6 separate regions of the Mus musculus genome follow, and regions 1, 2, 3, 4 and 6 are each linked to region 5. A link is a contact called in public Hi-C and HiChIP or PLAC-seq data. All regions are on one chromosome and are shown on one strand. Each heading gives the region's core, a stretch centred on a gene start, on an enhancer-like site or on the middle of the called end of the contact. The rest is flanking DNA. Distances are from core to core; before and after follow the strand shown. Region 1 overlaps Asap1 (ArfGAP with SH3 domain, ankyrin repeat and PH domain1). Region 2 overlaps Asap1 (ArfGAP with SH3 domain, ankyrin repeat and PH domain1). Region 3 overlaps Asap1 (ArfGAP with SH3 domain, ankyrin repeat and PH domain1). Region 4 overlaps Asap1 (ArfGAP with SH3 domain, ankyrin repeat and PH domain1). Region 5 has its middle 8.1 kb from the start of Gm30691. Region 6 overlaps Asap1 (ArfGAP with SH3 domain, ankyrin repeat and PH domain1).

Evidence for each region. A called contact is a pair of places that touch in the nucleus more often than the background predicts. HiChIP or PLAC-seq counts read pairs in DNA pulled down with a chosen protein or histone mark.
Region 1: a contact with region 5 is called in a Hi-C map of the N1E-115 cell line, with 2.9 times the contacts expected there. The contact joins two enhancer-like sites. A contact is called at or near these places in 2 of 15 datasets of contacts at CTCF or cohesin (the NIH/3T3 cell line and large pre-B cells), 30 of 484 Hi-C or Micro-C datasets (B cells, the C2C12 cell line, CD8 T cells and 22 more), 5 of 115 datasets of contacts at active chromatin or transcription factors (CD4 T cells, astrocytes, embryonic basal ganglia and 2 more) and 2 of 9 other capture datasets (adipose tissue and liver).
Region 2: a contact with region 5 is called in a FOXA1 HiChIP or PLAC-seq map of pancreatic cancer cells. The contact joins two enhancer-like sites. A contact is called at or near these places in 6 of 484 Hi-C or Micro-C datasets (the N1E-115 cell line, bone marrow-derived dendritic cells, liver and 2 more) and 6 of 115 datasets of contacts at active chromatin or transcription factors (bone marrow-derived macrophages, embryonic basal ganglia, fibro-adipogenic progenitors and 3 more).
Region 3: an H3K4me3 HiChIP or PLAC-seq map of bone marrow-derived macrophages shows a contact between it and region 5, with 4 times the contacts expected there. The contact joins two enhancer-like sites. A contact is called at or near these places in 1 of 15 datasets of contacts at CTCF or cohesin (the NIH/3T3 cell line), 2 of 484 Hi-C or Micro-C datasets (the C2C12 cell line and the N1E-115 cell line) and 6 of 115 datasets of contacts at active chromatin or transcription factors (bone marrow-derived dendritic cells, bone marrow-derived macrophages, a colorectal cancer cell line and 3 more).
Region 4: a FOXA1 HiChIP or PLAC-seq map of pancreatic cancer cells shows a contact between it and region 5. The contact joins two enhancer-like sites. A contact is called at or near these places in 1 of 484 Hi-C or Micro-C datasets (nephron progenitors) and 7 of 115 datasets of contacts at active chromatin or transcription factors (bone marrow-derived dendritic cells, bone marrow-derived macrophages, a colorectal cancer cell line and 4 more).
Region 6: an H3K27ac HiChIP or PLAC-seq map of embryonic fibroblasts shows a contact between it and region 5, with 11 read pairs. The contact joins two enhancer-like sites. A contact is called at or near these places in 1 of 15 datasets of contacts at CTCF or cohesin (the NIH/3T3 cell line), 14 of 484 Hi-C or Micro-C datasets (the AML12 cell line, the C2C12 cell line, the G1E-ER4 cell line and 8 more) and 8 of 115 datasets of contacts at active chromatin or transcription factors (the NIH/3T3 cell line, bone marrow-derived macrophages, a colorectal cancer cell line and 5 more).

What each region holds. Positions count from the first base shown.
Region 1 is chr15:64,117,038-64,121,676 of GRCm38.p6, forward strand. Asap1 (ArfGAP with SH3 domain, ankyrin repeat and PH domain1) reads right to left here. Exons shown (of 31, transcript NM_010026.3): 25 at 2,921-3,149. Among named protein-coding and RNA genes, the nearest start is that of Gm20717, 21 kb to the left of the region's middle. Within about 2 kb of position 1,589, at least 79 of the 459 cell types and tissues checked have an H3K27ac peak or open chromatin away from gene starts, as enhancers often do. A contact at or near this core is called in the N1E-115 cell line, where this site is marked.
Region 2 is chr15:64,329,652-64,334,495 of GRCm38.p6, forward strand. All of the region lies in intron 2 of Asap1 (ArfGAP with SH3 domain, ankyrin repeat and PH domain1), which reads right to left. Among named protein-coding and RNA genes, the nearest start is that of 1700010G06Rik, 18 kb to the left of the region's middle. Within about 2 kb of position 1,575, at least 42 of the 459 cell types and tissues checked have an H3K27ac peak or open chromatin away from gene starts, as enhancers often do. A contact at or near this core is called in the N1E-115 cell line, fibro-adipogenic progenitors and pancreatic cancer cells, where this site is marked.
Region 3 is chr15:64,266,081-64,271,121 of GRCm38.p6, forward strand. All of the region lies in intron 3 of Asap1 (ArfGAP with SH3 domain, ankyrin repeat and PH domain1), which reads right to left. Among named protein-coding and RNA genes, the nearest start is that of 1700010G06Rik, 46 kb to the right of the region's middle. Within about 2 kb of position 1,646, at least 46 of the 459 cell types and tissues checked have an H3K27ac peak or open chromatin away from gene starts, as enhancers often do. A contact at or near this core is called in the N1E-115 cell line and bone marrow-derived macrophages, where this site is marked.
Region 4 is chr15:64,244,058-64,249,017 of GRCm38.p6, forward strand. All of the region lies in intron 3 of Asap1 (ArfGAP with SH3 domain, ankyrin repeat and PH domain1), which reads right to left. Among named protein-coding and RNA genes, the nearest start is that of 1700010G06Rik, 68 kb to the right of the region's middle. Within about 2 kb of position 2,529, at least 33 of the 459 cell types and tissues checked have an H3K27ac peak or open chromatin away from gene starts, as enhancers often do. A contact at or near this core is called in pancreatic cancer cells, where this site is marked.
Region 5 is chr15:64,620,301-64,624,855 of GRCm38.p6, forward strand. No RefSeq gene overlaps it. Among named protein-coding and RNA genes, the nearest start is that of Gm30691, 8.1 kb to the right of the region's middle. Within about 2 kb of position 1,756, at least 86 of the 459 cell types and tissues checked have an H3K27ac peak or open chromatin away from gene starts, as enhancers often do. A contact at or near this core is called in the C2C12 cell line, the HL-1 cell line, the N1E-115 cell line and 7 more, where this site is marked.
Region 6 is chr15:64,361,709-64,366,604 of GRCm38.p6, forward strand. All of the region lies in intron 1 of Asap1 (ArfGAP with SH3 domain, ankyrin repeat and PH domain1), which reads right to left. Among named protein-coding and RNA genes, the nearest start is that of Asap1, 19 kb to the right of the region's middle. Within about 2 kb of position 2,558, at least 86 of the 459 cell types and tissues checked have an H3K27ac peak or open chromatin away from gene starts, as enhancers often do. A contact at or near this core is called in the C2C12 cell line, the HL-1 cell line, the NIH/3T3 cell line and 5 more, where this site is marked.

The DNA.
Region 1 (4,639 bases), core at 339-2,838, 500 kb before region 5:
AGATCTACACACTTAGCTTTGTACCTTCAGGGATTCTCTCTGGACTCCTTTCTGCAGAGAGCCAGGCATCTGACTGCCTGAGCTGGAAGGATGGTGAATGTGGGCCTGGGATGCTGCTGGCTGATGGGAATTTAGATCAAACTTCCCTGAGTTCTGATGAGGTCACTGGACGGTTCTGGAAATCCTTCTGAGCTTGCCTCAGAGGAGGTTTTTTTCTCTCTTGCTGCCTCTTGCACTCCCCTATTTGTGGGGGACTTTGTCAGAGGTGCCTGTTCTGTCCCAGGAAGTCATGATCCCGAGCTTCCTACATTTGTATCTGTGAGCGTAGCTTGTGCTATAAGCAAGGACCAGGGCCTTCCTTGCTGTGGAGAGAAACTAATGACAATCCAAAGGATGACTGATTCCAGACAGCTTTGTTACAAGTAGATAGTTATTCCAGTTAGCAGGATAGATTGAAAAAAAAAAAAATACAGGACCACAAAACACAAGGCCCTCTGCACAGGGTGCTAGCTGACTGTTTAACAGTGTCCTCTAAGGATCATATTTACACTGTAAGTTTCTCCCATGTAAGAGCAAGTGAGCCCGGCTGGTTAAGGACAGTTATGGTTCAGTGCCTGGCAGCTGTCAGATAGGCAGCTGTCTATCTGTGTCAGCAGCAGACAGTCCAATGCTCGGAATCTGATGTCCCACGATAGGCTGCCAGGGGGAACTCAGTCAGGAGAGTAAGTTCTATTTTCAAGCATGGGCTTGACCTGTAAAAGGAAGGGATAGGTGGTCTATCCTTCGTTAACCACGGTTGCTATGGCCAAACCTCTAAGCCCATTTCAGCAGCTGAACCGCTGAATAAATGTAGCCTTTGTTTTCTGGGTGTTCAGTAAAGAGCTAGCTAGAATTTATTCAATGCAGGCGAGTGATGCCTGGCACTAAGCCAGATGGAGCACTCTATGTTTTTTTTTTTTTTTTTTTACGTCCCTGTGAGATAAAATTACACAGGGAGGCTACAAGGGGTGGGGGTTGGGTGTATTAGTTCTTGGCTTCTGCTGTCAGCGAAGGCTCTCTGAACAGGTGCTGGCTCTGCCTGTCAAGACAGGTCACCACATAACCAGGGCACAGAAAATCAATCCTTCAGATGCATTTATCAGGTCTGGAGGCTCCTTTCTGTCCTCTTGTCAGAAGCACGACTTGCTGGGGATCATGGTTTTGCAGAAGGGAGAACAGCACAGAGCTCACACAGTATAGATTTGTAAGCTTGGTACATTAATGGTCTGTCTTTAAAAGTGTGTTCTAGTAGACTGTGCAGAATGATAAGAAACACTTGGCTTGTATCCACCACCATAAGCGTTTGTCTTTGATGAGAACTGCTCACGCTAAAGCTTTATTGTAATGTTCCCTATCATTTTATGATCTACAAGGTCATTTGGGGTCTCTCTAAGAACACAGCTCCCATTTATAACACGATTTCAATGGAGAATAAGCTGTGAAAAAACCAGTTTTGAATAAAGCTCACATTTGCCAGAAAACAGCACCAGTGTGATTCAAATAGGCCAGTCGTTGTGTACCAAGGGCACTGCCAACCTGTGCTGACCGGGGCTGAGCGCACTGGGAGAATCCCACATTTGGATTCTCTGGCAGCTACAGTGCTCAGCACCTCTCAGCTACAGCCCTAAAATTTCTGTGTCTTAATTTGACCCTCAACACCGAGCTCCAGAGCTGGACACACTCTGGAGAGAGGACAAAGGGCTAGTGTTTGTGGTAATGGGTGGGGAACCACCTCCACTGGCCTAATGTTGGGCTGGTGAAGGCATCTGACAACATAGGGAGTAACAGCGGCCTAGGCCATCCTCACCTCATCTGAGAGTATGGGACTGTGGGTTTTGTTCATACGGGATCTGTGTTCGGACCCCAGGTAGATGAGAACCTACATTACCTACCTCATTTGGAGGCGTTGGGATGGGAAAAGTGTGGTGTGTGATCTCTTGTGAGGCAAGTGCTTCACAGATATTATCAACTACTATGGCACCCTCATCCCACTCCGGAGTCAGGGGCTCATGAAATGCAGGTTGTCCTCAAACTTGCTAGAATGATAACGAACTCCTGATCATTTCATTGTTTCCTGTACCAGCCAGTTAAGTAGGGCTATTGAAACCATGGAGGTTGCTGAAGGAGTGCTGTTGCTTTTCTACTTAATCAGGAACAACAATTCATATGGGTAGGAATCCTACAAGAAGAGCGAGGCCCCCATGTGACAGAAGGACTGCAAAGGAGGCTAATAGCACGGCAGGCAGCTTATTTCAGACTTTAGAGAGGGAAGTCATCGATGAAAGGAAGAAAAGGAAGGGGAAATGAATATCAAATCATTAAAAGAGTGTAAGTAATTAGACTAAGAAGCACGGCGTTTGGGTTATCTGGAAGGATAGTGATTGTGTAATCGTGACGTGCACTTTCACACAGTGCTGGGGATCAAACCCAGGGCTTCATGTGTAAGGACACGCTTTCTACCAACTCTCACCTCTTTAGTTCAGACAGTCACATATTTAACACAGAGGCATCTCAGTACAGAGCAAAGTAGCCTTTCAGAGAACCAAGAGCTACAGACAGCACAGGTGCTAACACCCATGGCTCTCAGACTGAGTCTCAACTACAAAGTCACTTTACCGTTTCAGTCTTGGTTTTTTTTTTTTTTTTTTTTTTTTTTTTTTCAGGAGGATGGGCATAAAAAGCCATGTAACTCACTGGAGGTTAATGCAAGGTAACAAACACACCTACAATACCCAAGATACGACCTTTTGCACTCTCGTGCCTGGGGAATGACAAAGTCGCACTTCTGAGCTGCCCCGGATAGTATGTTTCAGATCCTGCCACTTAACTGGCAGGCTAAGCAACCAGGGGGTCAAATCCATCAGCGTCCTCAAGCTCGTACCTTTCCCGGCGTTCCGAGGTGGCAAAGGGGGAGCCTCACTGGTGGGTGATGTGGGCAAATCTGTGCTCGTAGAGGCGAAGATCTGGTTGGTGAAGGCTCCGTAGGAGAGCCGCTGCTTGTCCCGTGGAGTGCTGAACCCTGGCAGTGCCAGCTTGTCCTGTGGCGAGATGCTGGAGGAGTGGCAGAAGCTCTGTGGTCTGGGCGAGCGTTCCTTTTTGATCGGGCTTGGCTGGTACAGGAAACAACAGATGGGATGAGACTCAAGGGCTGCCCTTGAGGTGTCCAGAAGACCCCTGCAGAGTGGGCTCAGGAGGTCATCTGGGTCCTATGGCCCTCGGTGTGGTATGTGGTTGGCCATCAACACAGCTTCACAGAAGTGACAGGGAAGGAAGACTTTACACTGCCGACATCCTCATCAGTAAGTCCCACCAATGCCCATAGTTAGGGATCAGTAGGACATTCAAAAGTGACAGGTAATAGTCTTTATTCAACAAACAACTCCCTGCAAAGGACCTGTCAGCCTTATTTGAACACTATCCCCGTTAACCTTGAACCTTTGTTACATCAAGTCCTTTTCTCTGTACAAACCTTTCACCTTCACCCTTCTTCCACAGCTGGTTTAGAGGTGCTACCCACAGGCTACAGGCTTGGAGCTTGAAATCCCACCCACATTCTTGGGCTGCAAACCATTGCCAATTGCCCAGATGGTATTTTATACACTGTGGTGGCTTGAGCACCATCCAACTCTACCTGTGGTCCTTACACATCACCTGCATCCCGTGTGTGGCATGGAAGCCTCAGATGGACCCTGTCACTTAGTCCTAGCAAGGTGCTCACTGCTCTCACTGCAGCAGAATGGCCCTGATTCTTCTCTTCCCCTCATCTCAATGTATACACTACAGGAACGGTTGGTAGGAAACTCAGTCCTGCTAATAAATGTCTGCTGGCCTCTGACTGCTTGGGTAAAGATAAAGGTTGAACCTGAAAAACTACTCACAACTCTGCAGGGCACCTCTTCCCTTCCCCAGGAAGATGCTTCCCACTCACAGGGTGAGCGGTTGGTTCTATTCCTCTTTTCTTTCCTCTGGCCAGTACCCACCTAGTCTCGGAAATCCATCTCTGTAGCTGCCTTCTTGATGAGACTGCCAGGGCTCACCAAGGCTGAGGAGCTAGGTGTCTGGAATGCTCGGACTTTCACTAGACAGTCACATTACCATCTGAGTTAGCATTTCTCTCCTCTTGAAATGGAGAGCAACATTAGGACCTTTGTCTGAGTATCCCTTATAATCCCGCCTGGCATACATCTGATGATAAATATGGTGGAACTTTCAAAGGTAGATAAATACCACCTACAAGAGTCACCAAGACCTGGGCCTAATCCTAGAGATAGCCATCTCTCTATCAGCTAGAAGGCTTCAGAAAAGATGCCAAGTCCTCTTGTGCCTAAGTTTTCTCTGGGTACAATCACCGCATCCTGTGAGGTTCTACAGAGACAATCTGAGACAATGGAAAAATATTTATCTCAACTTAGACCACGGGTAAACCCCTCAAACGTGACAATTATGGGTACTTATATGTAGTGTTTTACATGTTTAATTCTACACAGCGACTAGGCTGTGGGGTGCAGGCAATCATCAGTGTAGACACGGCCTTCATTTTAAAGCCGATCACAACGGAATCAGTGGCATCTGAGCTGCCCTCCAAAATGTCCGTGGGCCT
Region 2 (4,844 bases), core at 325-2,824, 290 kb before region 5:
GTGGAGATGGTTCAGCCTGGCTCTGACCAGGGAACAACATGAGTACAGTGGACATGTTCTGCACACCAAAGTCTATTGCCTCTGTTTCCCTCCGTTCTTCCAACACCCATGCCAACACACATAACAGCATGATCCAGACAACTCACTAGGCATAGGTCTTCCCATGAGTTATCTAAAATTATTAATAACTGATAAGCCTCCATATATATATATGTATGTATGTATGTATATGTATGTATATATGTATATATATATATATCCTGGCTGATGAGTAACTTTCATGTGTTGATAAGGGAAATCACTGGAGGGCCAAATTCTTTCAGGGTGATAATGCAGCTCTTCTTTCAGGAACTCTGAGAAGGAAAGGGGCTTCAAGAGGCTATAATTACCAATAGCTAGTGATTTGGTCCATCTTGCCTGTCCATCTATTCCTGAAAAAGACAACCTAAAGCAGGATGAATTTATTTGAGCTTGAGGTTTCAGAGGGCTCAATACATGGTCACGTGGCCCTGTGTTTTTGGGTAGAACATCATGGTAGAAAACTCATGTTTGATTCTCAGAATTCATTAAGTAGCCAAAAACTACTGTAACTCCAGTCCCAATGGATCCAATGTCCTCTTCTGATTTCTACATGCAGCAAGTATACACATACTTCATATACATACACACAGGCAAAGCACTTGTCTTTGTTAAGGTTTCTATTTCTGGAACGATGACCAAATACCATGACCAAAACTTGGGGAAGAAAGGGTTTGTTTAGCTTACACTTCTACAGTGTAGTCCATCACTGAAAAAGTCAGGACAAGAACGCAAGCCGGGCTGGAACCCTAAGGCAGGGGCTGATGTAGAGGCCATAGAGGGGCACTGATTATTGGCTTGTTTCAGGTCTACCAGCCCAGGGATGGTACCACCTATAAATGGACTGGGCCCTCCACTACCAATCAGTAATTAAGAAAATGCCCTACCGGTTTGTCTACAGCCCAATCTTACAGAGACATTTTCTCAGTTGAGGCTCCCTCCTGCTGGTGACTCTAGCTTGTGTCAAGTTGGCATAAAACTATCCAGCACAATGTTCAGATATATTAAATAAATAAATAAATAAATAACCTCTCTCTCACACACACACACACACACAGAGAGAGAGAGAGAGAGAGAGAGAGAGAGAGAGAGAGAGAGAGAGAGAGAGAGAAACACAGATACACACATGGGGAGAGAGAGACAGAGAGACAGAGAGACAGAGACAGAGACAGAGACAGAGACAAAGACAGAGAGAGATTAGAATGAATCACAGTGTACCCTGTTGGCCTTCCTTATAAAACTGGAGAACCATCTGGTATTTAAAAACAAAAACAAAAAAACTTCATATATTGGATGTTAGACATGGTGTCAGAAAAAAATACAGACTTGACACCCATAAAAAGTCTACTTCATTGTATTTGAGGAACAATGCCTGCCCTTTTCCTTCTGAGAGACATTCCCTGAACCCCATGACCTGGCTAATCCAAGAGGACTATGCTCCGCTGAGTGGCTCTGCCCCACTGACTCAACTTCTGATTCAACCGTCCTCCTGGGTGTGTGTACAAGAAAGATGCCACACCCAAAGCTGTCATACTCATTGTCCCTGAGGTCCAGAGACCAAACAAGACTAGCCAAGGAATCTGTTGTTATGCTTGCCCCACCCCTGTCCCCTAGGCATGGGCAGCCAGCCTATGTACAATAATATACTGGAGAGGTGGTCCCTCTTCTCAACTGAGCACCTATTTATTGGACACAAGTGTAAGACTGGATCCAACAAGAATGGTAGCCTGAGTCAAGTCTCTGAATTATGAGAACATATTTGGGAATTGATCCCAGGTAGACAACAGAGCAAGTAAGATGGGAAGAAAGCCATTCTTGGATGTATTAAAGAGCAGGATACAGAGATGGTAATCTGAGCTCACCACACTGGAGACCTTGGAGGATGCTATGAAGCACACCTCAGAGTAGAGCCTCTAGAGACAGGGAGGCTAGAGTGCTTTCTGTCCCACTCTAGTCCCCAGTTGGCTAAGGAAGGACTGCCCCTGGGCAGTTAGATCCATGAAGTTCTGACCTGGACCATGTGCAGTCTAAGGTCACCAAGAAGATCCCTTGGGGAAGAATAGCGGTTGAAGCCTTGGGTACAAGGAGCAATGTGAGCCCAGATGATCCAAGTTAAACGCCTGGTACCCAAAGACTCTACCCATCAGATGATGTACCAGGTCCTAAGGTAGGACCTTGGGCCAGTCAAGAGGTAGCTGTAACCAAGCAAGTAAAAACTTAGGCTACGCCCAGCACAGTGCTGTGAGCAGCAATGGAAGTCAGTCAGACTTTGTCAGGTATGTAGTTCAACCCATGGAAGTCATAGGAGAAAAAAGAAACAGACAAGATTACTTCTAATAATAGGTCACATGTAGCAAAATAGTATCACATCCACATGCCATCAGTGGAACATGTCTGCATCTGTTTTGTCATGCGAACTCTGGGAAACTAATATATTTTATTCTTACATCTCAAGTTGGACAAGCCACGCTTACGGTTCTTAACAGGAGCTTGCAGCATTAGAGTGACAGTGTTAGAGCACCATTGAAGACAACCCAGGGGCAGCAACTTTCTAAAGCACTGAGGACAAAAATCTAAGACTTGCATGGTTAAGCCTTGACCTCACTGTCCAAGTCGTTGACTTTTGTGACATCATAGCCCTAGGTTTTGTCACTTTTGTCTCACACACACCTTGGGCATTTACACATGCCACCCCAGAATACTTTGCAAACTGACCCCACCATAACTTCGGGTCTGACTCCACATCGTCCCTCCTCCCTGCCCTGGCTCCTCCCACTTCAGATGCTTCCTTCTCTCTTTGCCCGGGCTTATTTTTGTAAGTTACATACCATCAGAAATTATCTTGTTTTTTTAATGTTATTTATAGATTTTCCTGTCTTTCTTGCTAGGAGCTGAATGCCCAGCTTCTGTAGCAATGCCTGGCAAAACAGCAGATGCTTTATCAATATTTGCTGAATAAATGAATAAATAAGTCACTGCTCTAGAGAATTCAGCAGAGACCAACTCTGACACCAACACTATGACAAAGCCTCATTGGTATTCCATCGCATGGTGTGGTGTGATCACCAATAGAGGCTTGTTTTGAGAATGGGAAAGAGGTGACAGAGAAGGGAAGGAGGCTGGAGGGGACAGGAAGTGGCGACTTTAGCCAGAGAGCCCTTCACAGAGGAGCCAGGTCTTGGAGAATATGAGTGTGTGCTGGACAGGAGACGGAAGCGCATGCGCAAAGGCAGAGGCAGAGAAGAGCATGGCTAACCCGTGTCAACAGCCTCCCTATCTACTACTCCCACCCCCACAGAAGGGCTTGCAAGGCTTCTTATTCATTTCTTTCTACAGAACGTGCATTGTACATCAATTTGGTCCATAATCCACTTCTTTCTCCACCTGGTAAGGCAGATTGCTCACTTCTCAAAGCTCTCCTCGCATGGACTCTGCAAGCTGAGAACAGACGCTCATAGCCAGTTGAGCCTGAGATTCATCTCTATCCCATACCTTCTATGGGAAAAAGATTCTTGGCAGCACACTGAAAGTTAGGAGGCTTGGAACGCCAATCTATCAGGAGCCAACATGGGGAACTAGCCTGGCTGAGAATGGAGCCAGCAGAACAGAGGGCAGAGCACAAAGAACCTACTATGTGCCAGCCAGTGCTAAGTACTTCCAGGAAGTGGCTGGATTTGCAGCCACATGTGGGAGTTATTACAAACCTCGGGTGAATTAATCGGAGCTCATAGGACAGTAGCTTGTTCAAGGTCACAGAGCACAGAGGGGCTAGAGAATCTTCTTGGTAGGCATGTAGGTACCGCTACCAAAGGCGGGACCAGTGTCCAGTGACTTCAGTGGTAATCACTGCATCCAGGAGGTGATGAAGCCACCATCCTCCTGAGAGACATCCAACAGATGTGTATAGAACATGCTATAGATGGCTATAGAATAACACCATCACCCATCTCCCAGTGAGGTGACAGGACACGTTCCCAAAGCCCCTCATAAGGTGGGCATCACAGGCAAAACCACTGATTTCCTGGTTACTCTCCACACCCAGCTACTCTCCCTGCATACAGTTCAAAGGGAAGATGACCCTTTGTGACATGAACATGAACTCTCCTTTTTGAACTCTGAGTCAGGGAAGTCAGAGTCCCCTGGAGTTAAACATGCGATTGATGAGCAAGTCAACACCTCATCCTTTGCTTACAGCTACAGAAAATCACATCAGTTCAGGGGGTGACAGCCTCCAACCAGACACAAAGGTAACATGGAATGATCTCAAGTCATGAGGAGGGAAGGGCTTCTCTGATGACGATAAACTGTTGTCGTTTCCCCTCTGCGTGAGACAGACCTGCTCTTAGCAAGCAGCAATGACAACAGCTCGGGCATAATATCAAAGTTATCAGCCCTGCTATGGAATTTACAACCTGCTGTAGACAGGTATTTGTCATGTGTTATAACCCTTATCTTCCAATTACTATTCAGAGACCCATAGGTCTCAGCAAAGGGGAACAGGCAGAATACAGGAAGTTGGGTGTGAGTTGCAGATACGTACCTCTTATCTGGAGAAAACAGGGCAGATCATGCATCTGTGAGTGACTCCCCATGGCCTAAGGATCCATTCATTAAACCCAATGACCAAGTGCCAATCTAAGCACTGGCTAGAACCTATGCAGAGCAATAAGCAAGAAAGATGACGCCTACCTTCCAGAGGTCATAATGTGACAGAGATCGTAGTGAGACAGTGACAGAAGGTGAGTGGGGGAAACAAGATGGTGCCA
Region 3 (5,041 bases), core at 396-2,895, 350 kb before region 5:
AATCTCAATCTGTCTGTGCCTGAAGCAGATGCCCAGCTACACTGGAGACAAGGCCTAGCCCTGACATCCTTCAGTAGTTCAGCTTTTCAGTCAGATCCCAGGATTCTGGACATGGGTTTGTCTCTGTTACTCAACTAGAGAGACTAGGGAAGGAGCAGCCCAGGAGAACATCAAATGTTAGGTGTCCCGTACATTTGATCCAATTACAGCAGTGTCCCAGTCACGAAGGTCAGCCAGAGAGCAAGCACATGCCTGCTTAGAAAGAACACATCCTGGGCAGGCATGGACACTGTGTTTTGAATCTTCTCCTTTAGAGTTTCTTTTCTGGGTTTTCAAAGCAGGGTTTTATGTGGATCCCTAATTATCCTGTAACTCTCTCTGTAGACCAGTCTGGCCTGGAACTGTAGATCCTGCCTCTGCCTCCTCAAGTGCTGGGGATTAAAGTTCTGCCAGCATGCCTGGCCTCCCTTAAGAGTCTAATAGGTTTTCATGCAAGAACCAGGAATGCGTCTTCATTAACCAAATTCTCTTGGAGATGTAGTACATTTTGGGAAAGGAGGCAAGTGGTCTGAAGGACCAAGTGACTAAAATCCATAGCAACCCAGTGACCAAAACTAAGTATGTTCTGATGAGATACTGCTCTCACACATATCCATTGTTTTCACCGAAACAAAGTGACCTTATATGGAAATGTTTTAAAGGACCACTTCCTTCTCTATCTTTGTTGCCCTTTAAGAGATCATATGTAAATTTAGTTCTCCTTCCCCATCTCCTGCATTAAAAAGGAAACTGCTATTTCAATTTGCAATAATGGGTCAGAGAAACTAACAGTTTTAAAGGAACACTTCATGCAAAATTTCTATAGTTATCTGCAGCCATAGCCTGGCCTTGTGGTAGTCTGGAACTCCAGTTAAATGTCAAAGCAAGCAGCTACAACAGGGACACTGACACTTCTTTTGGAAGCAGAACAATTGTACTCAACGTCCTAACAGGACATCAAGAGGTTTCAGCTAAAGAAAAATTTACCTTCAATGCCAAAAGCTAACAACCCAGAATAATCAACACCTAAGCAGTTTTACCTTAAACAGTGTCTACGTTCTGCATGAACTAAAACGCCCATGACTTTCCACCATGAGCTGCTCAAACTATTTTAGCAGTATGCAGAGGAAGACAACGAATTCTCCCTCCCCCTCCAAAGAGACATCCTGTCTGTAAACAGATGCAACCTCCCCAGCCATGACATCCCCTCGCTCCTCTCTCTCCCCTTCGATGGCCCTAGAGAGTACTGGCATAAACAGTTTTACAATCTGTCCTTAGATTGGCAGACGGCCCACTAATCAGTGCTTGGCGCTAATCAGTGCCTCAGGAAGTCAAGTTTAAAATAAAAGTACTCCATGAAAATGATCATTATCAATGGAAGAAAAGAATGAGTCACCCTCAATTTGGTCGGGAAAGGTCATTTTTTTCTGAAAGGCCGTTTGCAAAGCTCTCCCCTGGGTTACAAAAGTAAGCGTACTTCTCCACTTAGCCTCATGCATTCATTCTTCGAGACCTTTCACACTGTGACATCCTTGACCATTCCTCAGTCTTCAGACCACTTTTTATGAGGTACTCAACACACTGAAAGGGGGTGGGGTGGATCATTTGTTCAGCACCAGTTGCACTGTCACAATGGGGCTGAGCCTCTTTATAGCCGTTTACTTAATTCTCACACAACACACGGTCGATCATGCTCATCTTATAGATAAAGGAGAATGGAGGCATGTGGAAAGAACACGTGAACCAGACCAGTGCTAAGCTCTGACGCTCTTCACGCAATGGGGGAGTGGTCCCAGCAATGGTCCCATACTAACAGAGCTACGGATAACAGCCACACTAAGGACAGATCTCAGGCTAGTCGAGCACCCGAGCAGCTTTCTGGTTTACTGCAGCTCTTTCACATGCCTCCAGTGCTTTATTTCCTCCTTTAGGAGGGATAGAACCATTTTCTTCTGCATAATTTACACACACATTCTCACAAACTTGCCTAGGATGGCCTTGAACACACTCTGTTGCCCACATAGGACATGATGTTTGTGATTCCTCTGCTGTGGCCTCCTTGATAGATGAGATTACAGTCCTGTGTCACTGGGACTGCTTAACAGTTTCTTCTTAGTGGGAAGAGATGCTTCCTGCTAACCATCTTTCCCTTCTAAGGTCCAGGACACCAATACTTTAATGACTTTTCCATCTAACTGGCAACTGTTCCTGCCCAGCATCGCTCTTGGAAAGTCTGGGATCTGTACCAGTGACATTCAATCTTGACTTGATTCTTCCTTAGTGGAGTGGTACGAAGCTTATCTCTTCTCTACTCCATTCTGTAGAGTTCCTACCCTGAAATCCAGTCTCCTTTTCTCCTTGACAAATGGAACTCTGTTTCTACCAGGACATTTGCCACTGGACACAGAAACATATTTCCTAGCCTTTCCTGCATCTAGATGGATCAGTCAGTTCTAGCATTAAGTGACTCTGCTAAGATGGGCCAATTTTGCTTTTCCTATCTTTCTTTCTTTCCTTCCTTCCTTCCCTCCCTCCCTCTCCTCCTCCTCTTCCTCCTCCTCCTCCTTCTTCCTTTCTCTCTCTCTCTCTCTCTCTCTCTCTCTCTCTCTCTCTCTCTCTTTTGAGACAAGTTCTTACACTGTAATTCAGGCTGGCCTTGAATTCACACCAAATCCCTCCACCTCAGCCTACTGAGTGTTGGGATGGCTTTTTCTTGTCTTTCTAGAATCTGTATGTTGTGAGTAATCGCTGAAGCTCTGGCAGCAACCTTAAGCCAATATGTGAGGATAAGAATGGAAGCTATGCACCAAGGTAGGTAGAGGAGACGAAAGCAGGCAGACAGAGAAATGGCCTGTTACATTAATGCTTCAGTTCACTTGAGGCTCTTCCTCTCTGTGATAAGCAGCTCTATCTAACCCCAATTAAATCAAGCCAAAAATAAAATAAAAGATGGTACAAGGTCTCCAGCATGACTCATTAATTGCCAGAGAGACCGGATGGTGAATGTTAATAAAGAGCCATCAGCCTAAGATGCTTGGGGGTGGGGGTCCCGCCATCATTTGGTCCATCATATACCTCCAGATGAGTAATGACTTTGCTTCTGGCTTCCCAGCAATTGCTTTCCCCTATAAATCTCCATAACTGTCCATACCATAATCTCTAGCCAAGTATTACAGGTATGTTAAAAAGAAAAAATAAAATTAAAAGCAGTATACAGTGGTTTCTTCCGGGGACTTATTCAGAAGAATAGGGTCATTTTATTCCTCGCTCGCCTGTTCCCACACCAGCAAATGCCACCCAGCCAAGATGTTGCTGGTATTCTCCACCTCTCAGCCATCTGCTGAGAGGGAATGGCTCCGGCAGGGGAAACCATTTCAATACGTCAAAATGTCACAAGACACTCTTACAGCTTGCTGAAGCTGTAGGAGGAGGGCTGGACTCTCTTAGTCTCCACTCAGTGAACGTAACTTCACCCTAGATCATTTAAAAAAAAAAAACGAGTGAGGGTTGTTCCCTCTGTATCTGAATGAGCCCATATCCTCTGTGAAGTATTTTCGGAGTCTTGGCCCAAATCAAGCCAAGCCTACCACTGATGCCTCTATAGCAGCTCCACAGGCACTGACAGGATACCTGTCTCTACCTACTAAGCTGCAGCTGGAAGTCAGTTAACTCCACTGTGAGCTTTGAAGGCCTGGGGGTCCTGCCTGCCACACTGTTTTTGTCTCTGGAGCTAATGCTTTCTAGAATATAGCAGATGTTCAGTGAATGGTCCCTATATGAGTTCATGAAGGTGAGTCAGGAAGCCACCCAGGGAGTTCTATATATATAAACTCCTAAGACATTATCCCATCCTTTAAGCATTATTTGCCAATCCATCCTGACAACTGAAAACCCAGGTAATACTGGCTAAATTGATGCAGAAGAAGTCAGAGCTGTATAGGCAGCAAGTTCAACTCTGAGATGACAGGAGAGGAACAGGCAGCAACAAAAACTGAAGGGGCAAAAGGAAGGAACACTGGATCTGCTGGGGAAGAGCTGCAGAAATGGCTGCTACACTTCTATAGAAATGCTAAAATAAGGAACAGGAAATTCTTCACAAATGGTTGTATAAAAATCACCCACTGGTGGTTTCTATGACAAGACAAAAACAGAAAAGCACTTTCTAATAGTTTGATGGAACTGTGGACCAGATGGTGTTTTCTGGAGACAAGCATTTGCTGTGCTGTGGGGTTACAGGGGAACACATTTCCAGGAAGACCTCCTTGTGTTCTCAAAGCCATGGTGTGTGTGTGTGTGTGTGTGTGTGTGTGTGTGTGTGTGTCAGCTGGTCAAACAACCTGGCCAGGGACAATCCACATGACAAATGCAAACTTATGGGTACCTTTAACTACCTCTCTGTCCTTTCAACATATCATCCCAGCAGGTCACTGGAATAGCCAGGGAGGGTATAGTACCTGCCTTCAAAACCTTCAAGACCTTAAAACTGATATATGCAAGAGAACATGGTTGAAATCTTTTCCATGTCTCAGAAATAAAAAAATAAAAAAAAATAGATAAAAATAAAAAAAGAACTGTCCATGGGCCAGATAGTGGTGCACACCTTTAATTCCAGCCCTTGGGAAGCAGAGGCAGGTGAGTTCAAGGCCGGCCTGGTCTACAGAATGAGTTCCAGGACAGGCAGGTCTATACAGAGAAACTCTCCCTCAGAAAACAAACAAAAAGAGGGGGCGGTGAAAACAGACAGACAGACAGACAGACAGGAGAAAACGAAGAAGGAAACTGTCTGTGGAAGTGGGAAACACTATCAGTACAAAGAAACATCTTCTCCAACAACAATTTGTGGTCCCAGCACTACCCATCAAGAAAGCTGTGAAGGGAACTCTGAAATATAGATACAGATCTGAAAGCTGGGCTTCTGCACCATTTGAATAAAAACTGTAAGAAAACTGACAGCATTCATCAGATCATATGGACTAGATAGAATGCCACTGTTGGGTTTACC
Region 4 (4,960 bases), core at 1,279-3,778, 380 kb before region 5:
ATCTCAGTATGGGAACTTGAAATCCGCTACTGATTTTTCTGCATGACTATAGGCTTTTGTTTTTATTAGCTATTAAGGAGGGGATGCTATTACTTCATAAGGAAATGACATACATAGAGGAGATGTTTTCTTCTCTGAAGTGAGCAGCTCAGACAGGAGGGGTACTATTGCTTAAGGTATTTAGCAAGTCTACCAAGTGGGAGCAATGAGTCCTCACAGGCGGTCCTGCTCAATAATGGCAACTCTGTGGCTACACAGGAACATTCTCATTCCTAGGCTCATGGTCTTTGTATAATGCAGCCTCAGGGTCACTACCCATTACCCATCACTGGGCCAGTTTCCTTGGATGACTTTGATCAGTGATCATATAGCTCAGGAGACTATAAATGCCTCTAGCATAAGAAACTCCCATTGCCCTCTCTATTGGCACAATGCTGGATGTTTAAATACCTACAGCACACAAAGAAGAAAGAAAACAAATGAGCAGCTCATAGTTACTGAATGTACATCTAGCAATAATGCTGCAATGTCTTAGGAAGCAGAGATGACTAAAACAGATCTTCACAGCCACTAATGTTCTCTGCTTCCCTACATAAGCACCAGACAGACCGTCAGCTAACAGTTCATCTGTACTGACTCATGTTACATGCCTCAATCACAGTGAACGAGATGTAGGCATTTTGCAGACGATTAAATGAAATGAAAAAAAGCAACACTTCATTCATATACATGCATATACATATATATGTATAACACACACACTGTTACTGTAACTAAAGTCGTCCCTCCATCAGTCATCAACAGTGAGGATAACATTAGTCCATAGCCATAATGAACTGGCTTTTGCCCATGTGACAGTTCTGTGACTTGGAACTAATTGTCAACAGGCTCACAAGATTTTCAGAGTACCACTATAAAGCATGCAGTAATGTCCCAGTTACCTCCTCTGTATCATACAATGAAGTGTCCCTAAACACCATCCTTGGCCATGCATCACATACAAGCATCAAGTGTGATACAAGGCAAGACGAGCTGGACAGGTCAGGTTCTACTCCTCAGCTTCTCAGCTGTGTGGTGACACGTAACTCAGTATATGCACAGATAGCAGCAGCAGCCTTCATGTGGGGCTTGGGAAGGTGACAGAAGACAAGTCTAAGTTCTCCTCTATTTTGGGGCCACTGCTTTGATTCTGCTGTGGAAAGAACAACTGCCACAGAAATTTCATTTGATAGAACAGAATTTTGGTCGATGGAACAGAAAATTACCCAAACAAGTGTTCAGTCAGATAAAGGCCAACTCCACAAGTTACTTAAAGTCACATTCTAATTACTGAGACAAATTACAAGTGGTTCCTTGGTTTAACTGGGGAGAGAACAGAAGCTATTAAATGATCATGGATGAAACGCTAGAAGTTAAAAGGATGAGCAAGGTCAATTCTCAAGAGTGTGGGCAGAGGTTAGCACCTGAAAGAGCCTTTTTACAATGGTAAGACAAGGATGACAAAAACAGTTACTATGAAGTTCATGTTATAAAATATCTGGCAAAAAAAACAAACACACAATTAGCAGAGGGGTCAGCTACACATTAGCCATGGGAAGGCTAACTACTCAATAGGCTTTGTACCAAGCTACAAATGACCACCACAAGATAGAATTCATGTAAGGCTCTAATTCTGTGGCCACTGGTTTCAAAAAGGCCTCTAAAAACACTGTGAAAGATGGCACTATAGATAGATAGATAGATAGATAGATAAGAGAATATATGTGTTTATGTGTATATATAATAATCATAATCATAATAATTCCATTAACCATATTTCATGGAAGTATCAGGAACATTTGTGCACCAAACTCACACTGTGCTACACTTTAAAGATAAATTTACTAAGTTTAGAAACTAGCACATATTAAATAGAAAAAAAATCCATCCAATCAAAGAGATTGTTAGATTCCTCTGTGTGTGTATGAGAGAGAGAGAGAGAGAGAGAGAGAGAGAGAGAGAGAGAATATGCCACACTGTTGCCATCTGAAATCCCAGCCTTGTAGACTTTACTGGAAGCTGAACATTCTTCAAACCTGCTAGAGCATTACTCACTGCTTTGCAGAAACGCAGACCTGCCAATACCAACTTCTTCCTGCTTCCTTGGAGTCACAAGGAAGAAGGCTCTTAGAAGTAGAGGTTTACCTGGTAGAGGTCCAGATAAAGTGGAGTATGTCCCTGGGCGATTCTATTCGTAACAGTTATCCTGATCCCTGTGACAATCTTTCTGAGTAGAAGCAAGGGAAGAGAACAGGACACCTAATATCCAACCCACTATTCATTTTACTCAGCAAAGTTCTCAGAGAGTTGGCTGGGATGGGAACAGAGATGTGCATGCCTGTGCTTTCAAACTGCTGTCTCAACATCCTACTTTTCCTTCTCCCCGCTGTTGCTGCTACATCTCTTTTGTTGTGGGCTGAGATGCAGCTAGTTGTTATCAGTCCTATGACAGCTCAGCTCAGCTGGCCTACCTAGGAAGCAGCACAGACCTGATTCATTCTGGCTCCCCCAACACTGCCCCTGTTGTTTGTCTGTTTGAATCACGCATATCCGGGCTTAACACCGAGTGACTGACTACACAATCAGTTTAAGAAGAAAAACTGTGACATTTCCCAGGCGGCTAAACTTTGCTCTCACATACTCACAACCTCCCTTTGCCCCAGGCCCCTGTAACTGTCTCGGGCTGAAGTCCTTCCCCTAGCCTCTGGCTCTTACTATCCCACCATACTGTACAGTACAGTACCTTTCAAGGTTAACTGACTAGGTTAGAGAAAACACTAAGAATTCGTACCTGTCACTCGGGAGGATAGAAACAAAGACTGCTCCCCCCACCCCCCAGCCACCCCTGGACCTAAAAATCTCAAGGGACTGACACAGTGTAAATGATGACAGCCATCTGTGAGCAAACACATTCCACCTAAAAAACTACCGTAGAGAAAGAAAGAGCAATTATCTATAGAAATGGCTACTACTATTCTCACCTATGTGCTAGATTTGAAAACACCCATTCTTTCTCATCTACAGCCCACTCAGTGTGACTGCTCCTGTTACTGGTGAAATGACTGGGGCCATGTAGCAGAGCTCCTCTGGGTCCTAGCTGCTGGGCTATAATCTATAGATAAACTGCGGGTAACCTGCTAACACAGTCAAACTATCCTCTACAAGTTCCCAGTTCTGCTGCTCAGTTGCATCCATTAAGTTGCATGTAGAGGTGAATTTAGGTTCTGGGCCCACTATAAAGAGATAAAACTCAAAGAGAGCTGCAAGACAGCACACACACGTTCTTTCTGGAGGAACCCGTAATCAACATGAAGAGAGGGCACACTCAAGATGAGCCTTGACTTAGGTAGCTGGCACTTGTTACCCAATCATCTAACTGCGGCTGACAAAGACTAACTGGGAAAGTATAACTGGGAAAAATGGCAGACTGTACAGTTAGCTAAATGGGCCAATGAGGACACTGATTAGATAATTCAAAGAACCACTGAACTAGGAACTGAGACATGTGGGAGAGTAAGCAAATATTCCTATTTCTGCATGGCTATGACATCACTGCTAAAATGTGAGGTTTCTTAAGCCATCACTTTGTTGTAAGGATGCTGGGCCCTTAAATAAATGTCAGAGAGCTGGTGAATGAGTACAGGTCAACGGTTCTCAACCTTCCCAGTGCTGTAGCCATTTAATACAGTGCCTCCTCATGTTAAGGTGACCCCCAACCATAATATTATTTTGTTGCTACTTCATAACAGCAATTTTGCTACTGTTATGAATTGTAACATAAATATTTGATATTCAGGATATACAATGCATGAGCCATAGGGGGTTGTGACCCTCAGGTTGAGAACTGCTGGTATAGATGGCTATGCATACCCAAACCGGTGCTTTACAACCCAGGGCCTGGCAGCCATGAGAACCTAATGCAGACAGCTGCATTCATCAATGTTTTGACTAGTAGGAAGACCCCAAATGACAGAAAAATACCTCCTTGTCTTTTTTATTATTTTCTCTATTTACATTTCAAATGTTATCCCCTTTCCTAGTCTCCCCTCCAAAAATCCCCTATCCCCTCCCACCTCCCTCTGCTCACCAACCCACTCACTCCCGCTTCCTGGCCCTGGCATTCCCCTACACTGGGGCATAGAACCTTCACAGGACTAAGGGCCACTCCTCCCATTGATGGCCGACTAGGCCATTCTCTGCTACATATGCAGCTGGAGCCATGAGTCCCACCATGTGTTTTCTTTGATTTAGTCCCAGGAAGTTCTGGGGGTACTGGTCAGTTCATATCGTTGTTCCTCCTATGGGGCTGCAAACTCCTTCAGCTACTTGGGTACTTTCTCTAGCTCCTTCACTGGGGACCCTATGCTCCGAAAAGACCTCCTTTTCAAGGACCAAACATAATTTCTTTTCTAGGAAAGCAGCTATGAGCTAAGCATTTCTTACATAAATTTACTTAAAACATCACATTACATTATCTTGTTTTTCCCCTGACAACTCGACTGTGCTGTTCTAAGTGTGAGCTCTGTAGACAGCAATGTTCTGCAGTGATGCCAAAGGGTTAGGCACTCCTGGAAGCATGTTACCTTTCACATTATGTCGATCTTTTCAACTCATTCTCCATGCTATAGTTAGAACAGTATGTCTACAAAGCAAAGTAGAACATGCCAATCCCTGGTTTAAATTCTAAGGGGCTTGCTTTTCTGTTGCTCTGAGGTTAAAGCCCTGCTGTCCTTCCAGGGTTGTTAAAATCCCCTCGCCTCAGCAGCCTTAGCTACAACACCTCTTACCTTCTCGAAAGAGAGGTTCTCCACTACCTCTAATCTGAGCCCAAGATAAGATATCCCTTCCTCTGGTGAGTCTCCTCTGGTACAAGAGTCAAGGCTGGGTACCCTGCCCTGGCCTCTCAGACTGACCTCTGCCG
Region 5 (4,555 bases), core at 506-3,005:
GATTGGTGTGTCATAATTTCGATGTAGGTCTTCTATGACCACCTATTTCTGGGAGAGATCAGGAGTTCATCTTACCTATCATTCCCTGCATCCTCTTCTTCAGTAACCATGGTGATACCATGACATCCTTAGATTCTCTTCTGCGCCCCAGTGATCTCCGATGGTTATATACAGTGGTATAACCATTTAGATATATTCTTCTTTTGGACTGAAAGTGCTGATTGCTTAACTGCTGGTGACTAATTTGGTCCTTCCCTGTAGTCAGTTAAACCTTAAGTTTAAAAGCATTGAATCTTTCCACTTTAATGTTGAGATTTTGGAGCATAAATTTCTTTTAGCCTCGATTAGCAACTTACTAACCAATGAAGACAAACTTTGGAAACTGTAGACTTCAGCCATCTAAAAGGTTCTGCCATTAATTTTGAGCATCTCTTACCCTCAGACCCCACTCCCTTACATATAAAACAAGAGTGCTGTTACCTACCTGAAAGATATTTTAGGCAGGCGTAGGAATGAGTATCAAGTGGGGGAAAGCATGTGGTCTGTGGAGTTATGTTACAGGAAGTGAGGCACAGAACTATGGAGGGCTCTGGTCTTCCAAGAAAAACAAATGCCTCCTTACCCCGAGGTCTCGGATTTAGCCTAAGAGGCTTAATGATAGGTTTCATTAGTGCACCCCAAAGAATGGGGTCTCCAGTTTAGACCAACCACACGACACACAGGTTCTGACACATCAACTGCATTTGTTTACTAAAGACGGAATCCTTTCTGTCTTAGTTGCTTTTCTATTGCTGTGCTAAAATACCAGAAACATGTCAACTTATGAAAGAAAGTGTTTATTTTGGGGGCTAGCAGTTTCAGAGGGTGAGGCCATAGCCATCATGGTTGGGAGCATGGGAGAAGGCAGGGCATGGAGCTAGGGCAGTGGCTAAGCACTTACATCTTGACCCACAAGCACATGAATGTTAACTGAGAATGTTATAGACTTGTAAGAAACCTTCAAGTCCACTGCCAGTGACATACCTTATCCAATAAAGCCTCACCTCCTAATACTTCCTGAGAAGTTTCTCCAACTGGTAAGCAAGTAGACAAATATATGAGCCTTTGGAGGTCATTCTTATTCACACCCCTGTTTTCCAGAGACCGGGACACTTGAAACCTCTTGTTCAGGATGCCCCCCCTCTATTCTCAAAGTATCTGAGAGTCTGAATTGCTCATCAGAAAGTGACTGGTGTGATAGGGATGGGATGGACTTGGGTCTGGTTTGATGCTAGGTAAGAAGGATTGTTTTGTTGGCTGTATTTGTTGAGCAGACATTTATTCATGGACTTTCAACTTCTGTACAAAAAATAGGGAGCCAGTGTGAAAGGCCAATGGAAGCAGTGTTTGAGCAGTGAGAATAAGCTCGGAAATGTTCTAGTGGAAAGAATGGAATGTGGGTCACCAGGTTGGAGAAAGGAACATGGGGTCAGTCCTGTGGGGCACCATATATCATGGGAAGGCCTTGTCAAGTTTGTGCAGGAAAATTGCAGGCTGGAGAGATCTTCTAGGGAAGGCATACACAGTCCAATAAGGAAGGTTGCAGCCATGAAATCTATGCTAGGCAGAGGTATGAAGGATCTAAAGGGGGGCAACGGAACTGCCTTATACTACTCTCTGCTCTTTTTCACATTTCCAGTATTGGCTCTCCTGTTTTCCTCACTCCACTACTGTGACTAAGCAGCAAAGAATTATCAGATCTATTTTAGGACAGGAAACCAAAGCTGAGGCTGACTTACTCAGCCACGGTCCTAGTGCTGGCCAAAGCAAAGGTTTGCCAGGGTCCAGGTATGTGGTCCCTAAGCCAGGGCTCTTGGAACACCTACTTCTCAGGGAGCCATCCACAGTGATAATAGCCTCTTTTTAGATGGTCCGGCAAAGGACTCCCTGCAAACCATGACTGTGGTAGCAGAAATGCCCACTTCTAGGACCTGGCAGACTAAACAGAAGTATTGTTACCTATGGGGTCTCACCATAGTGGATCCATCTGCTTCAAAGAACAGCTGATGAAGACATCCATGTGGCACCTGTGGTGCTTGTGAGAATTTGTGCTGAAACCCCAGGGAACAGCACACGGTGACACCACCCTCCCCAATTATAGACTCCTGAGCAGCAGGTACCAATCTAGGCCCCTGTCCTCAGGTGTGCCAGAAATGGGACGATCTTTTGTTTATTTCCCCAGGAGAATCTAGTTTTGATTTTAAGCTATTGCTGGCTGGAGAGGTAGGTGTGTGAATTCATCCCCTTTGGGCATCTTTACCAGGAGATGTAGCTCAGATCCTGCGTTTTGTTGATCTCTAAGGTGCTGAGCAGAGGCGTTCTGTGTTGTTATTGCTAGAGGTGATGTTCCCATCTGTGCTTCAGCCCCTGTGTCCTCTCTTGCCTCTGATCATGAGTCAGTCTCCTTTGGCTGGGGACAGAGAGCACATGACTGGTTCTGGCCTCATTCTGCTATAAGTGAGCAGCCATTTCCAGGCTCATCCTGCTGCCCGATGACTCACTGAGACTGGGGGCCTCAGTTGGCTCCCTCACAGACATCTGTATCCAATGCACAGATGTCCCTTCTGCTTCCAGAGAAGTCTGAGCTTTGATCTTTGGGCCATCTTGCCGTCATGTAGGCTAACCTAGGGTAAACAAAGAACCCACATTCTCCTCAAACTTGTGTCCTTATTTCAGTCCAGGCAAACTGCTTCCTGGGATCTCAGAGAGCCTGAAGCACAGTCCATGCTCACCACACACCATCCAGACCCGTTTGTCTTTGTGTTAGAAGGTCAGGCTTTAAAAACAGAATGCCCCAAAGTGCACTCTTGTTCTTCATTTTACTGGGTCATCTTTTTTATCATGCAATAAACATCAAGTATCTTACCTGCTATTTAGATAGATGCAGGGAAAGGAACACAGGACACATGGATACCAAACAAACCAAACAAGATAGAAAAAAATTAAAAATTCAGCATTAACTTCATTGTGTACCCAATTTTGGAAGCATCTGCTTGGCAGTCCAGTGACCTGATTTGAATAATAATTGTGAGGTACTGGGCTTATCAGTTGACACACACACATGATTCTATCCTTGTCTATAAAACAGACGTAATTATTCTGTTTTTAAAAAGATTTATTTATTTATTTTATGTATATGACTACACTGTAGCTAAACAGGTGGTTGTGAGCTTTCATGTAGTTGTTGGGGATTGAATTTTAGGACCTCTGCTCACTCTGGTCAACCCCTGCTCGCTCAGTCCCTGCTTGCTCTGGCCCAAAGATTTATTACATAAGTATGCTGTAGCTGTCTTCAGATGCACCAGAAGAGGGCGTCAGTTCCCATTATGGGTGGCTGTGAGCCACCATGTGGATGCTGGGATTTGAACTCAGGACCTTCAGAAGAGCAGTCAGTGCTCTTACCCACTGAACCATCTTGTCAGCCCAGAAGTAATTATTCTTAACTGATAGCTTATTTGTAGTTTATAAAAGATAATGCAAGTTATGCTATCAGCACAGTGCTGGATATTATTAGTGTTTCTGTCTGAATAGACTTCCAGTTCCTACTGGCGATGTATTTTTCTACCTGTTGGGAAGTTTCCTAGACTTCCAGGTTCTGTTATTTCCTAGACGTTCTCATAAGACTCAGCGATGCTGTTATTATTATCAACATCATCACCATTATAGTGGTATTGATCAAATGTTCCTCAAAGACCAAATTTCATGGTTGAAACCCAAGTCTTTAAGGTGATGATATTATAAATGAATTCTTCAGAAGGAAGTGGGTCAAGAGAGTGGATGCTCTATTAACAGGAATAAGGACCTAATGAAAGAGACCACAGAGATGTTCCTTACCCTTCTACTGTGTAAGAACAGACTCAGAAGACATCTATCTGCATACCAGGAAGGATGCTCATTAGATTTCAAGTCTGCCAGTTCTGTGACCTTAGACTTCCCAGATTTCAGAACTATGGTAAAGATAATTTTGTTATTCATAGCCTACCATCCTATAGTGTTCTACAGTGGTCTCTAAAATGGACTGGATCAGTGCCTCCAGGGCGTTATTTAACATTTTGACATTGTGACCCTAGTGTTGACATCTACAAAGCTGCATATTCATGTTACCCAATAAAAATCATAAAACCATGAGGTTTAAGTACGTTTATGATGTTTGATGTCACATTCATAGGTCTTCTTGGCTGCATGAAGTCTCTGAGCTGTGAATTGGACATCTCCAGGGTATACAATAGAAACAAGCAAGCTAACAAACAAACATGTCAGAATAGGCAATGAAAAATGGCACACAGGTCAGGAGAGATCTAGGTATCAGCCTCTGGTTGTCCTGCTCTGGTGGACCTATGCAGATAGCACTTACTTATCCCAGCAACTGGAGGACACACTTATAGACTCTTGAGAACAGGGACTGCTCACCTGAGCCTTTGTTGTGTAACTCTGATTGTCTTTTTGTGTGACTGATCTGCACATATCAAGTGAACACACATATGGAGTACCCCCACATGCACCATAAATCACATTG
Region 6 (4,896 bases), core at 1,308-3,807, 260 kb before region 5:
ACCTCTCTGGCAAAGCAAGACAGAATTATGGGGAAAGCAATCTGTCACTTCTCTCCACCTTCCTCTCCAGAGAAGCCTTCAGGGAACAAGATGACCCTCAGCCAGGTCTGTGCCTGGTCCAGTGCATGTTCAGTGAATTGATGAATTAATAAACCAAACAAATATCTCATGCCAAGACTTTCCCAGCAGAGTCCAACTCCCAGTTGCCAAAGGATTAGCAACACGTTATCAGGACACCGGTTCCTACAAGCCTCTTGCTTGGCAGTTATGCATGGTATGAGGTGTCCTGACAGGTCCCATCCTCTAGAACCCGCTGCAAACCAAAGTTCTCTCAGACATTAATCCAGTCTCCTCAGTTTCCCCAAGATTTTATCCTCAAATAACAAAGAATTAAAAGCAGTTAATCAAGACAGATGTATTTCATCCCCCAAGGGGCAGCATATATGGCCGAGGCTACTAGCCAAGGAGGGCTACTAGCTCCTTGGGATCTCAACGTGCCAGTGGGGAAGCAACTAGTGCGGAAGCAAGGGTCATACTGTCTCTATCTCACAAGCACAGTGAGGGTTCCTGAGAAGAGAAAGCGCAGCAGAGATATCCTCTCCCAGCATCTCAATAGCCTGACCTGATGGGTACCCTGCTCCCTCGAAATCTTGAATGACTAGGACTCAGATGAGCCACTACATGACCAAAAGGGGAGACGCTGGGCTGGCAATGTAGCTCAGGTAGTAAGGAACTTAGCTGCGCGTGCGTGAAGTTCTGGGTGTGACGTCACACGTCTGAAATCCAAGCACTTCAGAGAGAGAGGAGAGGCGGAAGGATCCAGAGTTTACAAACACGCTGAGCTATAGAGCAAGCCTGAAGCCAACCTAGGCTGTGTGGAACCCTCTCTGAAAGAAGAGTGGAGCGAGAGACCCAATGCTAAAACCAAAGGCCACCATTCCCAGGACAGGCATGTACAAAGATGCATCTGCACCCCGACATGAAGTGCAGAGGAAGGCACACAGCTGTGTCAGGGCCTTTCCCCATGGCCAACTGCAGAAAAACAGCTGGGCACTTTCCAGATTCCCTCAGGGGCCCCGACCGACGACGACAACGACGACGACGGACTTCATGTGCTGGATCAGGACATTCCAGCGTCAGCCTGCTTCCTCTGCAGAGACATTTTCCTGACTTGTTCTGGCAGCAGACACAGGCTGAAAGAACTGCCCTTCCTCACACCACCCACCTCCATGCTGTGACTGATGTGGAAAGCGGTGGCCTGGCAAGGAGCAAACTGGGAAGTCCAGCTTTGCAGAAGGCATACCTAGACATCTCTGAAGAGGGAATGGACAAGCACTGCCTTACTGGAAACAGAAGTGGAACTTACAGACTGACAACTGACCCATAGAGAGTAGGAGAGAATGAACTTCAGCCATGGCTCCATCATTTCAGAGCTCATGGGATATGGTCAGGGAGAATCCACTACCCTACCCTGCTCGCTCTGTCTCTCTGTCTCTCTCTGTCTCTGTCTCTCTGTCTCTCTCTGTCTCTCTCTGTCTCTCTCTCTCTCTCTCTCTCTCTCTCGTTTAGGGGAGACAGGGGTTTTCTGGAAAGCTTGCTTCAAGTGAGTTACTGGCCTGTGGGTGATATCCAAATAAAGCATGATAGCTTCAAGGAGAATAGGCCTCTCATCAGGCAGATCTAGTAAAGGCTGGTATCTGACTATACATCCAGTCTGAAACCTTCTCTGCAACCTGGCTGTAGTAATGAGTTATCTATTCCATGTGTGCCCAGACACCGTTTGGTACAGGCTTAGAGAGGGAATGAAAACTTACCCAAAAGAAAGGAGGGGAGAGGAGGGAGGAGAGAGGATGAGAAAGAGAATCCTTTCTCAGTAGTATTTGTTGTAGAAAAGATGCTCTCTGTGTGTCTCTGGTAGTAATGATAAAGGGGGGATTATCCCACAGGACTATAGACAATCTCACAAGCAACTTCAGCAAGAGGCCAGCACTCAACACTCAAGGACCAGCCATTAGCCAACCTCATAACTTATAGAGCAGCTCTTTACTCTCTGGTCACAGTCAACAAGGAGTCCCCCTAGTAGATGGGAGGAAGAGGGGAGGCTGAAGATCATCTTCCAAGCTCAGCCCAAGTCTCAGCTCTCTCCAGGAAGCCCACACCTTTGCTGAGACTCTGCCAGCCATTCGCTCTTTGCCCCTCAAAACCACATATCCACAGGAACCCCCAGGCTGCTGTTCTAGAGCTTGCGCTACCCCATACCTGGCCACACCTTCCTAAAGCTCCTTGACCTGGCCAGCAAGCACGGAAGAAGCAGCTAAAGGCATGAGTCATTATGAACCCGCAAGTAAAACCACCATGACACACCACTTCACATTCATTAGTTCGGCCACAGACAAGAAAATGGTCCAACATCAAGTCTTGGCAAAGGTCTGCTGGCTGGTGGAAATGTTAAAAAAAATAATAATAATAAATCACTCAACCACTTTGCAAAGGTCTGACAGCTCCTCAAAAAAGTTAAAAATAGTTACCTGATGACTGAGCGATTCCACCCCAGGCATATGCCCCAAGGAATTGAAGACATGAACTCATATAAACACTTGTAAATGAATGTTCATAGCAGCACTTGCCATGACAGCCAAAAAGTAGCAACAGCTTAGATGTCCATCAGCTAGTAAATGAATAAACATTGCAGCCTACCCACACAATGGAATTACTGAGCTATAAAAAGGAATGAAGGGACAGGATGGTTCAAGGCAGCCAAGGTTACCTAGCAGGAACGTGTCTCAAAGAAACAAACCCCAAACAAGCAAACAGCCAGACAAAAGGAATCCTGGCACTATACCACAGCCTGAGTAGATCTTTACAACGTTAATTCTAAAACATGCTGAATGAAAGCCAGACATGAAATCTTACACGGACAATTCCATACACGCGAAGCATCCAGCAGAGGTGCATACATAGAGAAGAAATGACTGGTGGTTGCCAAGGGCTGGGAGGGGGAGAGGGGAACCAGGAGGCATTGTGGCTTCCTTTGTGGGTGAAGAAAACATCTTGAAACTACATAGAAATGATAGTCACACATTATGAATGGGTAAGATTTATGGTTAGTTTCACGTTAATTCTACATCCAGTGTGTGTGTGTGTATGCATGTGAGCCGACCCTTTATGAAATTATCATAATTCAAGGGAGCTGTGTGTCCCCTACTGTAATGAAACAGCCTATTGCCTAGCCTATGGTCCAGTCCAGTTCCCTCATGTCTCCTTTAAGCCAGTTGTGTTCCTTGCAGCCAAAAGCTTAGAATCACTTCCCTGCTGTGTGACCTCAGAGAAATATCTCACTTCTCTGAGTCTTCACTTCATCACTCCATAAAACAGGGCTGAATCATAATACCAGTGTTACTAGGTAAGGTTCAGACTTATTATGATGGCTCCTATGAGATTGTTAGGTGGAGACCCGAGGCTGACTTCATTCACTGCTTGTAACACAAATTATGACAATCTCAGTGGCAGTATGATCCATCTGGTAGAACTGGGTGGGCTCACATCGGGAATGGCAGCTGTGTCACCAGCTTGCTGAAACCCAAACTTGGCTTCTGTCACTCAACTGTGACCTTGGGAAAATTGCTGCTCTGAGATTTGGTTCACTCACTTGTGACACAGGAATAGTTAAGAGGATGGAACGTATCAGTATCTGGAACATGTAAGCTGCCATTGTCATTGTCAAAGAACAGACCCTAGTCATTTGCATAGCAGAGTCTGGTTTTCTATGTCCATGGCCTCCCTCCTTCCTCCCACAACAGTAACTGCTTACAGAGTGTACCCTTATTACTGAGTAGCATCAAAATGAGGTGGATCAGGTAGGACTTTAGCCCCCTCAGACCAGGAGTTGAACATCTATGGTCACAAGCATCACTTTCAAAGAGCTCTGTCTGTTTCTTCACACCTAACACTGCAGCCAACTCTCACCAAGTTTTCTGGGCACACCACCAGACTACATTTCCCAGACTCCTTTGAAACTGAGGGTGATTATGTGTCAGGGTCCTAGCCAGGGAAGGTGGAAATGGGGTAAGCCATTAACAGGCTTTTAAGAAACGGGTGTGTCTTCTCCACTTCCTCCTCAGCCAAGGAATACACAGTGTGAGAAGCTGTAGGACTACAGAAGCAGAAGAGGCCTATGTTTGAGTATGGCTACTAAAGGAATCAAAGATACCCATCTTAAAGGAGAAAAACCACATTTAAAAAAAACACTGTAGGGACTGTTGGTTGTTGCAGTCAACTGCACTGAATTATGCAAGGTTTCATGACTAGCCCCCCAAATACTATATCTGATGCCTACTTATATCAGAACCTGTAGATGCAAATACAACTGTAGTAGGCTCTGTTCTAACAAGGTACAGAATACTAAGGGAGGCAGATAATAAAACCGTCCTGAAGGAAAAGCTGGGCCAAGGAAAATAAATCGAGGAGCAGATAGGGTGAGGTCCACTCTACAGAAAGCGGGCTGGTCAGCTCCCGTAACGTGGGTATCCCAGCTCAGGACAAGGGACATCCTTCCCTGCATCCCAAGTAGACCAATGTAAAAGGCATTCACAGCGAGAGGATCAATCTGAGACCAGAGATGGAGGCATGAGGAGCAAGAACATGAAGGGATGGTGCACCTGCTGCAGGGTGGAGAAAGGAAAAGGCAAAGCAGGAGAGGAGGACAATGACTTTCAGGAGGATGGTGGGGCAGAGTCATCAACAGGCACCTGTGGCAGTTTGGGGACATTTGACTGTGTCATAGAGAAAAGCTGAATGGCTTGAGCCTGCCCATTCCAAGGAAGGCCTGTCTGAGGCGTCCACTTGTCAGCCTTTCCAGGCTGTTGCTCTCTGACCTGTGTGATTCCCATGGGGTGT